Regions from separate parts of the Capra hircus genome. Here region 2 is linked to region 1. A link is a contact called in public Hi-C data. All regions are on one chromosome and are shown on one strand. Each heading gives the region's core, a stretch centred on a gene start, on an enhancer-like site or on the middle of the called end of the contact. The rest is flanking DNA. Distances are from core to core; before and after follow the strand shown. Region 1 has its middle 44 kb from the start of SRRM1. Region 2 overlaps CLIC4 (chloride intracellular channel protein 4).

Region 1 (4,985 bases), core at 1,389-3,888:
TAAGGAGATCAAACTGGTAAATCCTAAAGGATATCAACCCTGAATATTCATTGGAAGGAATGATGCCGAAGCTGAAGCTCCAATACTTTGGCCGCCTGATGGGAAGAGCTGACTCATTGGAAAAGACCCTGATGCTGGGAAAGTGAGGGCAGGAGGAGAAGGGGACGACGGAGGATGAGATGGTTGGATGGCATCATGGACTCAGTGGGCACGAGTATGAGCAAACTCCGGGAGATGGTGAAGGACAGGGAAGCTCAGCATGCTGCAGTCCATGAGGTTGCAAAGACTCCAACACGACTTAGCGGCTGAACAACAGCAATACCTACTAAACCATTTATTTATGCACTCATTGATGTATTTCGCGGCATCAGGTCTTAATTGGCGCATGAGGGGTCTTTGCCGCGTCCTGCAGTTCTTTCACTGTGGCGCAGGGACTCTCTAGTTGTGCCACAGGGACTTTGAAGTTGTGGTGTGGGCTTAGCAGCTCCACAGCATGTGAAATGTTTGTTTCCAGACCAGGGGTCTAAACCTGCATCCTCTGCTTTGCAAGGCACATTCTTAACCACTGGATTACCAGGGAAATCCCCTAGCTCTTTTGTTTCTTTTAATAGTGCAACTTTTTCAGATAAAATCACGTGAACTGGAACACTCATAGCAGGAACATGCATTTGCAATAGCTAAAAACTGGAAATAACCCAAATGCTCATCAACAGGTCAGTGGGTTAACAACGGTGGTGCCTCCATAGAACAGAACAGCAGGCAGCCCTGAAAAGGAATGGGGCTACTGATAACCTGTCCCCGCATAGATGAGCCTCAGAGGGATTAGGCTGAGTGCAAGAAACCAGACAAAAAGGAGACCGTACTGGGTGAGTCTATTTACATAAAAAAAAATGTCGAAGATGACCACTGATGTGCGGTGACAGAAAGCAGATTGGTGGTTCTTGGGTAACAGGGGGAACTGGAAAGGGGCACGGGGCAAGTTTTGAGGGGGATGGATACCTCCTCCCTCGTGATTGTAGATGGTTTCCTGCGTGTACATATATGTCAAAACTTATCAAAGCGTACACTTTCTTTTTTTTTTTTTTATTGTTTTTGGTTTCTCTGGGTCTTTGTTACAGTACACCAGCTTCCCATTTTGATGACTTCTCTTGTTGCAGAGCGCTGGCTCGAGAGCAGAGGCTCCACACTTGTGGCGCATGGGCTTAGCTGCCCCACAGCATACGGGATCTTCCCAGACCAGGGACCCAGCCTGCACTGGCGGGCGGATTCCCTGAGAGCTCAGCTGGAAAAGAATCTGCCCGCAATGCAGAAGACCCCGATTCAATTCCTGGACCGGGGAGATTGCTGGAGAAGGGATAGGCTACCCACTCCAGTATTCTTGGGCTTCCCTTGTGGCTCAGCTGGTAAAGAATCCGCCTGCAATGTGGAAGACCTGGGCTTGATCCCTGGGTTGGGAAGATTCCCCCGGAGAAGGGAAAGTCTTCCCACTCCAGTATTCTGGCCTGGAGAAGTCCATGGACTGTATAGTCCATGGGGTCATGAAGAGTCGGACACAACTGAGCAACTTTCACTTTCTTATCCACTGGACCATCAGAGAAGGCCAAAAGTGTATACATATTAAATATGGCAGTTTATTGTGAATCAGTTTTGCCCCGGGAAAGCCTTAAACACACACACACAACAGAAATCCCAGGTCTGCCCAATGCATACAAATTAATAGTGAAGGGCAGAGCAGCTCTGGGGGCAGGGTGATGTTGAGGTCTGAAGTGCCAGCTCCTGCCCTGGGCCTCACCCCACCACCCAGGAATACACACTGCTCACTCTGCTTGGAGCCACAGTGTTCCCTGGGTCTCCATTGAGCACGTTTCAAAGAGCCATGGATGCTTCTGGGAGAGGGGAAGGGGGCTGAACAAAATCACGCAGTCTGAGTGGGGGCAGCTGCGGTCAGAAGGCAGGATTGCCCCCTCTGTGTGGCCAGAACTCTTTCCAGCAGGCTCTGGGAGTGGACTGAGTGTCCATCAGGGGCCCCCAGGATGGCCCAGCAGCACAATCAGTAAAGAGGCCTGAGGTTCACTCTGTGCTGGGCTAGGCTCTGAGGGGAGCAGAGAACCGAGCAGGCCCCCATACTCTCAGCCTTAAGGACCTCTCAGCCTAACTGGGAGCAAGACAGACCTAGAATTCAGGAAGCATCAGAGATACAGAATTATAAAGCTGGCGTGCGCGTGGAATCCCTGGGCTGGAGGACTGTGGCCACGACCCAGAGGGCAGCCTGGGAAAAAGGATGAGAGGGGCACTTTGTGACAGGGGAGCAGGGCCTCTGACTTCACCCCAGGACTGCGGTGCCCTTCCCTGACATTCCTGGTCCACAGCGGGGACACTGAGATCCAGAGAGGGGAGAGGACTGGACCACAACAGAAGCTGGGCGCCCTGAGTCCAAATCCCAGTTGCCCTTAAAGCTGCCGCTCGGGAAGGTTGGGCGCCGGGCCATCACTGCTGGGGTCTTCGGTCCGCGGCTCCTCTTGGGAGGACTGGGCTCTGGCTGGGCCTCGGGTAGGACAGTGAGACAAGGGCTGGGCGAGGACGGAGGCTGCGAGGCCTGGATTTCCGCCAGCCCTTCCGGGCCTCTCTCTGGCTGCTGCTGGCTTGGCGATGACAGCCTTCCTCTCCGCTGAGCCCTTTGGAATGCCTGGAACTCGGTGGTGACAGTTCAGAGTTGCTCTTCCCCTGGAGGCCCCGGGGAGGAGGGAAGTTCTAAAGAAGAATCCGGGGCTTGAGCCTTTCCTCTTGCCCTGTCTCTTCCTTTCCAGGGGACTTGGTGGACGCCAAGTGTGGAAACAGCCTCTCTGGGACACTTGGCCCACCCTGATCGGCCTGCCTACTTCCTGGCCCAGCCCCTGCTCTGGGATTAAGAAAAACAACAGTCTCTTCATTTAGACCGCTCTGAAGTACAAAAGAGATAATCACTTACACACCCTTGCTACGAATATTCCCCACCCCCGACCGCCCCCCCCCCAAGTCCTCACAATTCAGATGAGAACCATTAGCCCCATTTTAAAGAAAAGGAAACTGAGGCTCAGTGAAATGGGAGATTTTTGCCCTGGCCACAGAACTAGTAAGTGTATAGCATTGTTTTCTTTCTTTCTTTCTTTTTTCCAAATTATTGTCTGTATGTGTGTGTGTGTGTGTGTGTGTGTATACACGCACACACCCAGTGTGTGCTAAGTTGCTTCAGTCAGATCCAACTCCTTGTGACCCCATGGACTGTAGCCTGCCAGGCTCCACTATCCATGGGATTCTTCAGACAAGAATGTTGAAGTGGGTTTTGGGAGAGGGGAAGGGCCCTGAACAAAATCACACGGTCTGAGTGGGGGATTCCTTCTCCAGGGGATCTTCCTGACCCAGGGATGGAACCCACATACCTTAGGTCTCCTGTGTTGGCAGGCAGGTTGTTTATCACTAGCGCCACCTGGGAGGCCATTTTTTTAGTGGTGGTGGTGTAGTTGCTAAGTCGTGTCTGACTCTTGCTACCCTATGGACAGAGGAGCCTGGCAGGCTACAGTCCATGGGATTCTCCAGGCAAGGATACTGGAGTGGGTGGCCATTTCCTTCTCCAGGGGAATCTTCCCAACCCAGGAATCGAACCCAGGTCTCCTGCATTGTAGGCAGATTCTTTACCAACTGAGCTGCAAGGAAAACCCTTTTTTTTTAGTGAGGTATAGTCAATTTGCAGTATAATATTAGTTTCAGGTGTACAGCATAGTGATTCCGAATTGTATAGCTTATACTCTGTGTAAAGTTATTTTAGACTATTGGCTGTATTCTCTATGCTGTATAAATATATCTCTAGTCAGGGCTGTGGTTTTTCCAGTAGTCATGTATGGATGTGAGAGTTGGACTATAGAGAAGGCTGAGCACTGAGGAATTGATGCTTTTGAACTGTTGTGTTGGAGAAGACTCTTGAGAGTCCCTTGGACTGCAAGGAGATCCAACCAGTCCATTCTGAAGGAGATCAGTCCTGAAGATTCATTGGAAGGACTGTTGCTGAAGCTGACACTCCAATACCTTGGCCACCTGATGTGGGGAGCTGACTCATTTGAAAGGACCCAGATGCCCGGGGAGGGGCGGGGGTTGGGGGCAGGGGGAGAAGGGGACCACGGAGGATGGGATGGTTGGATGGCATCACCGACTCAATGGACATGAGTTTGGGTGGACTCCGGGAGTTGGTGATGGGCAGGGAGGCCTGGCGTGCTGCAGTCCATGGGGTCACAAGGAGTTGGACACGACTGAGCGACTGAACTGAACTGAACTGAGCTGATAGCTAATTTATTTATTTTATTAATTTTTATTGGCATCTAGTTGCTTTGCCGTGTTGTGTCAGTTTCCACTGTGAAGAACTAGCAAGTGTTCAGTCTCTTGCGATCCTGTCTCTGCATTCCCGGTTCTGCCCCGCCCCGCTCCCCCCTTGTGCTCCTGTCAGCACCAAGAGGGAGTGCTGTGTGATGGAAAACACAGGCAGCCTCCGAGACGCTGGAGCCGCCTCTGAATCCCAGCTCCACCGCTTCCTTTTGCTTCCTTTTCCTTGGACAGTTACGTCACCCCTCTGAGTTCCAGGGTCCTTATCTGGAAAAGGGACTAATAATAGTAACCACCCAGCAGGACTGACGTGAGAGAGAAACAAAATGATCATACATGAAGTACTTGGCTCACAGTCAGCAGAAAGTACTCAGTCATCCACAGTGGCTATTTTATCCCCGCCCTTGGAGGTGAGACCATATCTGTCCTGCAGGTCTGTCTGGTCCTGTCTCCTCACTGGCTTCTGGGAGGATCAAATGAGATGGCAGATGGCAAAGGGCATAGCGTGTATGCCTTTATCTCTGCTAGGATACACCACTGACTGCACAAGACTCAGATTGTCTGAGCGAGGCTGCTTCTTAAATTTCATGTCTCCTCTGGACAGAAGGGAGCTAAGAACATCCTGGAGCAGG
Region 2 (4,985 bases), core at 1,769-4,268, 110 kb before region 1:
AGCATCAAAAGAAATTTCAACTGCCCTCTAGTTTCCAAGAGCCACACTGAGAAATAAAAACATGACTTTAACTAAGATAGTTCATAGAAGATGTTCAGCAAGAACATCTGGGTGTACAGAGAACAGTCCCCTGGAGGAAGGAAGGTATAACAGAGAAGAGGTACTGTCTATGGATGGGAGGGGCCCAATGCACTGTTTACTGAGTGTATAAGACTCATGCAGAACCATCAGCCCCAAAAAAAAGAAAAGACAATTACTGAGGAAATTGCTCCCTAGCTATGGCAGCTACTGAAACACGTTTAATAGATGTAAGCCAGGCCTAAGCACTAAAGTTTTCCCCTTCCCTATAGAAACATGATTTCATGCAGTGAATATCATTCCAGAAACCACTGAAATTCCATACTAAATTGTAAAATGCTGCAATTTAAAAATTTAATAGTAATTTTTAAAAGCCTGAATAGCTTGGAAATCTACCCACTGAAATAACAGAAGGAAATCGGCAAATGTGTCAACTTTTTAAAAGATGTTTATTCTTGCTCAACTGGCACTGAGATATTTTTTCCCTTTGGTATTCTTGCTCATTTGCAGCCATAAACTCCACCCAAAGAACCCCACCCAAGCTACTGAACAGTCTAAAATTATGACAGGTTATAGTCTTTAGGAATTGGCTCTTTGGTAATTACTGTTACTTTTAATTAAACACTAATGGAACTAAAAATCCTCTTGATGAAAGTGAAAGAGGAGAGTGAAAAAGTTGGCTTAAAGCTCAACATTCAGAAAACGAAGATCATGGTATCTGGTCCCATCACTTCATGGCAAATGGATGGGGAAACAATGGAAACACCGACAGACTATTTTTCAGGGCTCCAAAATCACTGCAGATGGTGACTGCAGCCAAGAAATTAAAAGACGCTTACTTCTTGGAAGAAAAGTTATGAGCAACCTAGACAGCATATTCAAAAGCAGAGACATTACTTTGCCGACTAAGGTCCTTCTAGTCAAGGCTATGGTTTTCCTGTGGTCATGTATGGATGCGAGAGTTGGACTGTGAAGAAGGCTGAGTGCCGAAGAATTGATGCTTTTGAACTGTGGTGTTGGAGAAGACTCTTGAGAGTCCCTTGGACTGCAAGGAGATCCAACCAGTCCATTCTGAAGGCGATCAGCCCTGGGATTTCTTTGGAAGGAATGATGCTAAAGCTGAAACTCCAGTACTTTGGCCATCTCATGCGAAGAGTTGACTCATTGGAAAAGACTCTGATGCTGGGAGGGATTGGGGGCAGGAGGAGAAGGGGACGACAGAGGATGAGATGGCTGGATGGCATCACCGACTCGATGGACTTGAGTTTGAGTGAACTCCGGGAGACGGTGATGGACAGGGAGGCCTGGTGTGCTGCGATTCACGGGGTCGCAAAGAGTCGGACACAACTAAGAGACTGAACTGAACTGAACTAAATGCTCTCTCTATATATAGTTTTTGGCAAAAAGAACAATGCTTAACATCCCAAAGAGAAGAAAAGGGGAAGCAACTGAACGGTGTAGTTAGGACAAGGTTCATTCAATGGCACCTCTTCTAAAGAGACTTCCCTTTTACTATATGTAAGTTTGCTAAATGAAATAAGACAGTGTCCTTTAATAAATAAAAGAAGGAGGTAGCATCTGTATTACACAAACCACTCTCACCAGGAAAATAGGACTTGAAGGGAAAACCTTAGTTTTAGGATACAGAGATCTTTCCAAGGCTGGTGTGTCCAAATGCTCTCTTAGAGCAACTTCAAAAACTGCTCATTAGGGTAATCAGCACAAAAATCCACCCAGGCTGACTTTAGGTTCCTGGCACTCAACAATAAACAAAAGCTTCAGTAATAGTTTAAGTTAAGCTTTATCAATCTATTCCAACCACTACAACCACCCAATCCATTGTTTCTGAGACAGTGTAATTTTCTGTATAGCTCCCTTCATGGTAACTTCTCAGAAGAATATAAGAACAAATTCATTCAATAAACATTTAATCACACACCCACTTTATGCTAGGCATAGTTAATCAACAAGAAACAGAGAAAAAGAACAATGTTAGGACTTACTCTGGTTTATCACCAAATCTCTGATCAACTCTGAAAGCTAGTTTTTAACACTTTAAGGAATGGCCTCCAAAGTAATCATTTATAATCATTGTCATAATAGGGTATTCTGATCTTTGTTCCTCTTTTTTGTTTAGTTTTGGAGGTTTTTTGGGGGGTAGGTAGGAGGGACTGGTTCTACACTGCTAATTCAACCACTTGGGTTTTTTTTTTTTTTTTACCTTCATTAGCCTCTGGCCTTGAATTCTTGATATATGCAGAGAATTTGGCAAAGATGTCCATTCCAGCAGTATTTGATTCTGGGTGTTTTGGTGAAAGCTTTAAGTACCTAAATGAAAAATGTAATAATGGATTATAGAGCCTCCAAAGATACATTAGCATAAATTCTCTCAATCAAACCATTGTGCTAGTAGTTACTAGACGTCTTTTAACAGTTATCACTCTAAGAAATGCCATCATCAGCTTTCCACAGTATTTTTAAGATGTGCTTTTTCCTTAGGAAACAAAGTTCTGCACAGTGCTTTTGTTCACATATTAGTATTCTTGGCATCCAAAGGGCATCCGCACCCCATCTTCATTTTATAAATTAAAATTCTGGGAAAACAGTCTACTTGTTCAGAGAGTGGTGCCAAGCCAATGGGCGTCTTAGTAAGAGAACTCTAGAGCAGAACTGTCCAAGAGAACTTTCTGTGCTGACGGAGATATTATATATCTGAATTGTCCAATATGGTAGCCGTTAGCGACTTGAGGCTATCCAAATAGGAATCTAAATTAATCATAATAAAGTTAAAACTCATTTCCTCAGTTGCACTAGCAACATTTCAACTGCAGAGCTTTCTCAGATAGGAATGCCAAACAGACATCTTTGGTATGCCATGCACTGAGCCAGCCGTGCACAACAGTGCCACAGAACCCTGGCAGTAGGAAAAGAATCTGGACTGGCCAAATCTAGGTCAAGGACAAGAACAGCAGGAGGCCCATCATTCACTTTAGCCCTACATTCAAGACTTTCCGAAGCTTCCCATATACGAAATACTGTAAGGGTGACACTGAGCAACAGAAAAATAAGACATCAGAATTTTGCTAACAAGTGCTCTGCTGTGTTATTACAAAGTCTTTCTACTTTGAGAAGAGACATTTCATGACACAACAGCTTTTTTAAAAAGACACACACACATGTATTTTATACACTTAAATTTCAAATACACATACTTAATTTTTATTTCTTCCTTAAATTGGAAAATACACATGAAAAAGCCCAATTCTTTACTTCTCCCTTCAGCAGAGTGCAGCAACTCGTCGGAACTAGAGAAATTCAGACTCTTAGCACCACCTTAGGAAAGACTGTTCTTTTCTTAAAAGCCCTGCAAAACTTCCCTGGAAGATGGACTGGGGCAGTAAAACAACAGGAAAAAAATCTTACATTGAACTAGCTTTATTGAACCGATTTATTCATGCATTTTAAGATGCTTTCTTGCCACTTTTCTTTAAATTGAAAACAAAAAAATTTTTAGGAAAAAAATTTAGTCCAGTTGAAAGTTGTAGTTTCAGGCTAGTTTTTATATTCTTATTTTTCATGTTTACCATTTTAAATTCAAAAAAGATATCTTCTAAATTAGACATAGTACTATACTGGGAAGGAGAATATAAAATATCTATTGAATACTTATATGCTCAAGTTATTTCCTTTTTAACATCTATTTTTAAGCTTGAAAGGTTCTTTATAATTAGAAGTTAAATTAACTACATAATGAGCTTTTCAGTGAATGATTACAGTAAATAAATTTCACCTCAGTGTATGTATATGTATATTATATATGTGTGTGATGTGTGTGTTTATATATATACATATATAACATGTTTTTTTTCCTGTTAACTACAGAAAACTTTTTCAATCTCTCGCTCTCCTTTTTTTCCCCCCTGCCTGAGCTGAAACAGTTAATTCCAGCTTCAACATCCCTGGATTTCCCTTGACTATGAAAAATAACCAGCCTGTAGTTTAAATATTTCCACCACTTATAACACAGTACCTTCATTGACTCATTCCAAAGAAAATATGGTGCAAGGAACAAAAGCGCCTCTTCAGCACACCTATGTCTTCCTCTAGCCAAGTTTCCAAATTGACTCTTCTTTTCCCCAACCAATATTTAAGAGTACCTACTTTTTCCAATGAAGTAAACTTCATAATTCTCAAAGTACCTTACAGGGAAATAGATTTGAATTATAGATTATTTATATATTGATTTTATGCATCTATTTATTTATTCTAATAATTAGGTATGTGTCAGAAGTTGTACTAAGTACTGGGGTTATAAAGACAAAGACACAGAATCATACTTACCAGAGACCTATCTTAATGAGTAGGTAAAAATGTAGGACTTGCAATCAGCGTATCCTTTATTACATGGAAACAGATACTATATAACTCTTTAAAAAAAACAAAAAACTACTGTTCTCTAAACCAGGTGAAACTTGCCCTATTCTTCTCTAAGACAAACTATTAAACTTGTATTATTAATTTAATGCATACAATACTATAGGTACAAGAGACCACTCAACCTCAATCTCTCATTTTGCTAAAAGGAAATTATATTTCAGAAAACTTACAGAGTTACCCTCAAATCACTGGATTAAATAAAAGTATCATCAAACTCACATCTCCTGTTCCCAAGTCCAGTGCTGTTGTTTTTGTTTGATTACAGATCAAGTTCAAAAAGATAAATCAAATACTAAACCATTAGGTCCAAAATCAGTTGTCAACTATTCTGCATTTCCCCCAAACACTGGATTTTAATAATTCATTAGTAGTAGTATTGGCAAACTGCTTGACTAAGCAATACCTTTCAACTATTATGAACATTTACTTTAACATTTAACGAAAGTAAATGATTAATAAAAGGCTATGTG

The links. A called contact is a pair of places that touch in the nucleus more often than the background predicts.
Region 2: a Hi-C map of blood shows a contact between it and region 1, with 6 times the contacts expected there. The contact joins two enhancer-like sites. A contact is called at or near these places in 3 of 5 Hi-C or Micro-C datasets (blood and liver).

Annotation. Positions count from the first base shown.
Region 1 is chr2:7,695,099-7,700,083 of ARS1.2, reverse strand. No RefSeq gene overlaps it. Among named protein-coding and RNA genes, the nearest start is that of SRRM1, 44 kb to the right of the region's middle. Within about 2 kb of position 2,638, at least 4 of the 5 cell types and tissues checked have an H3K27ac peak or open chromatin away from gene starts, as enhancers often do.
Region 2 is chr2:7,808,899-7,813,883 of ARS1.2, reverse strand. CLIC4 (chloride intracellular channel protein 4) reads right to left here. Exons shown (of 6, transcript XM_018055974.1): 4 at 2,300-2,406. Among named protein-coding and RNA genes, the nearest start is that of CLIC4, 60 kb to the right of the region's middle. Within about 2 kb of position 3,018, at least 1 of the 5 cell types and tissues checked has an H3K27ac peak or open chromatin away from gene starts, as enhancers often do.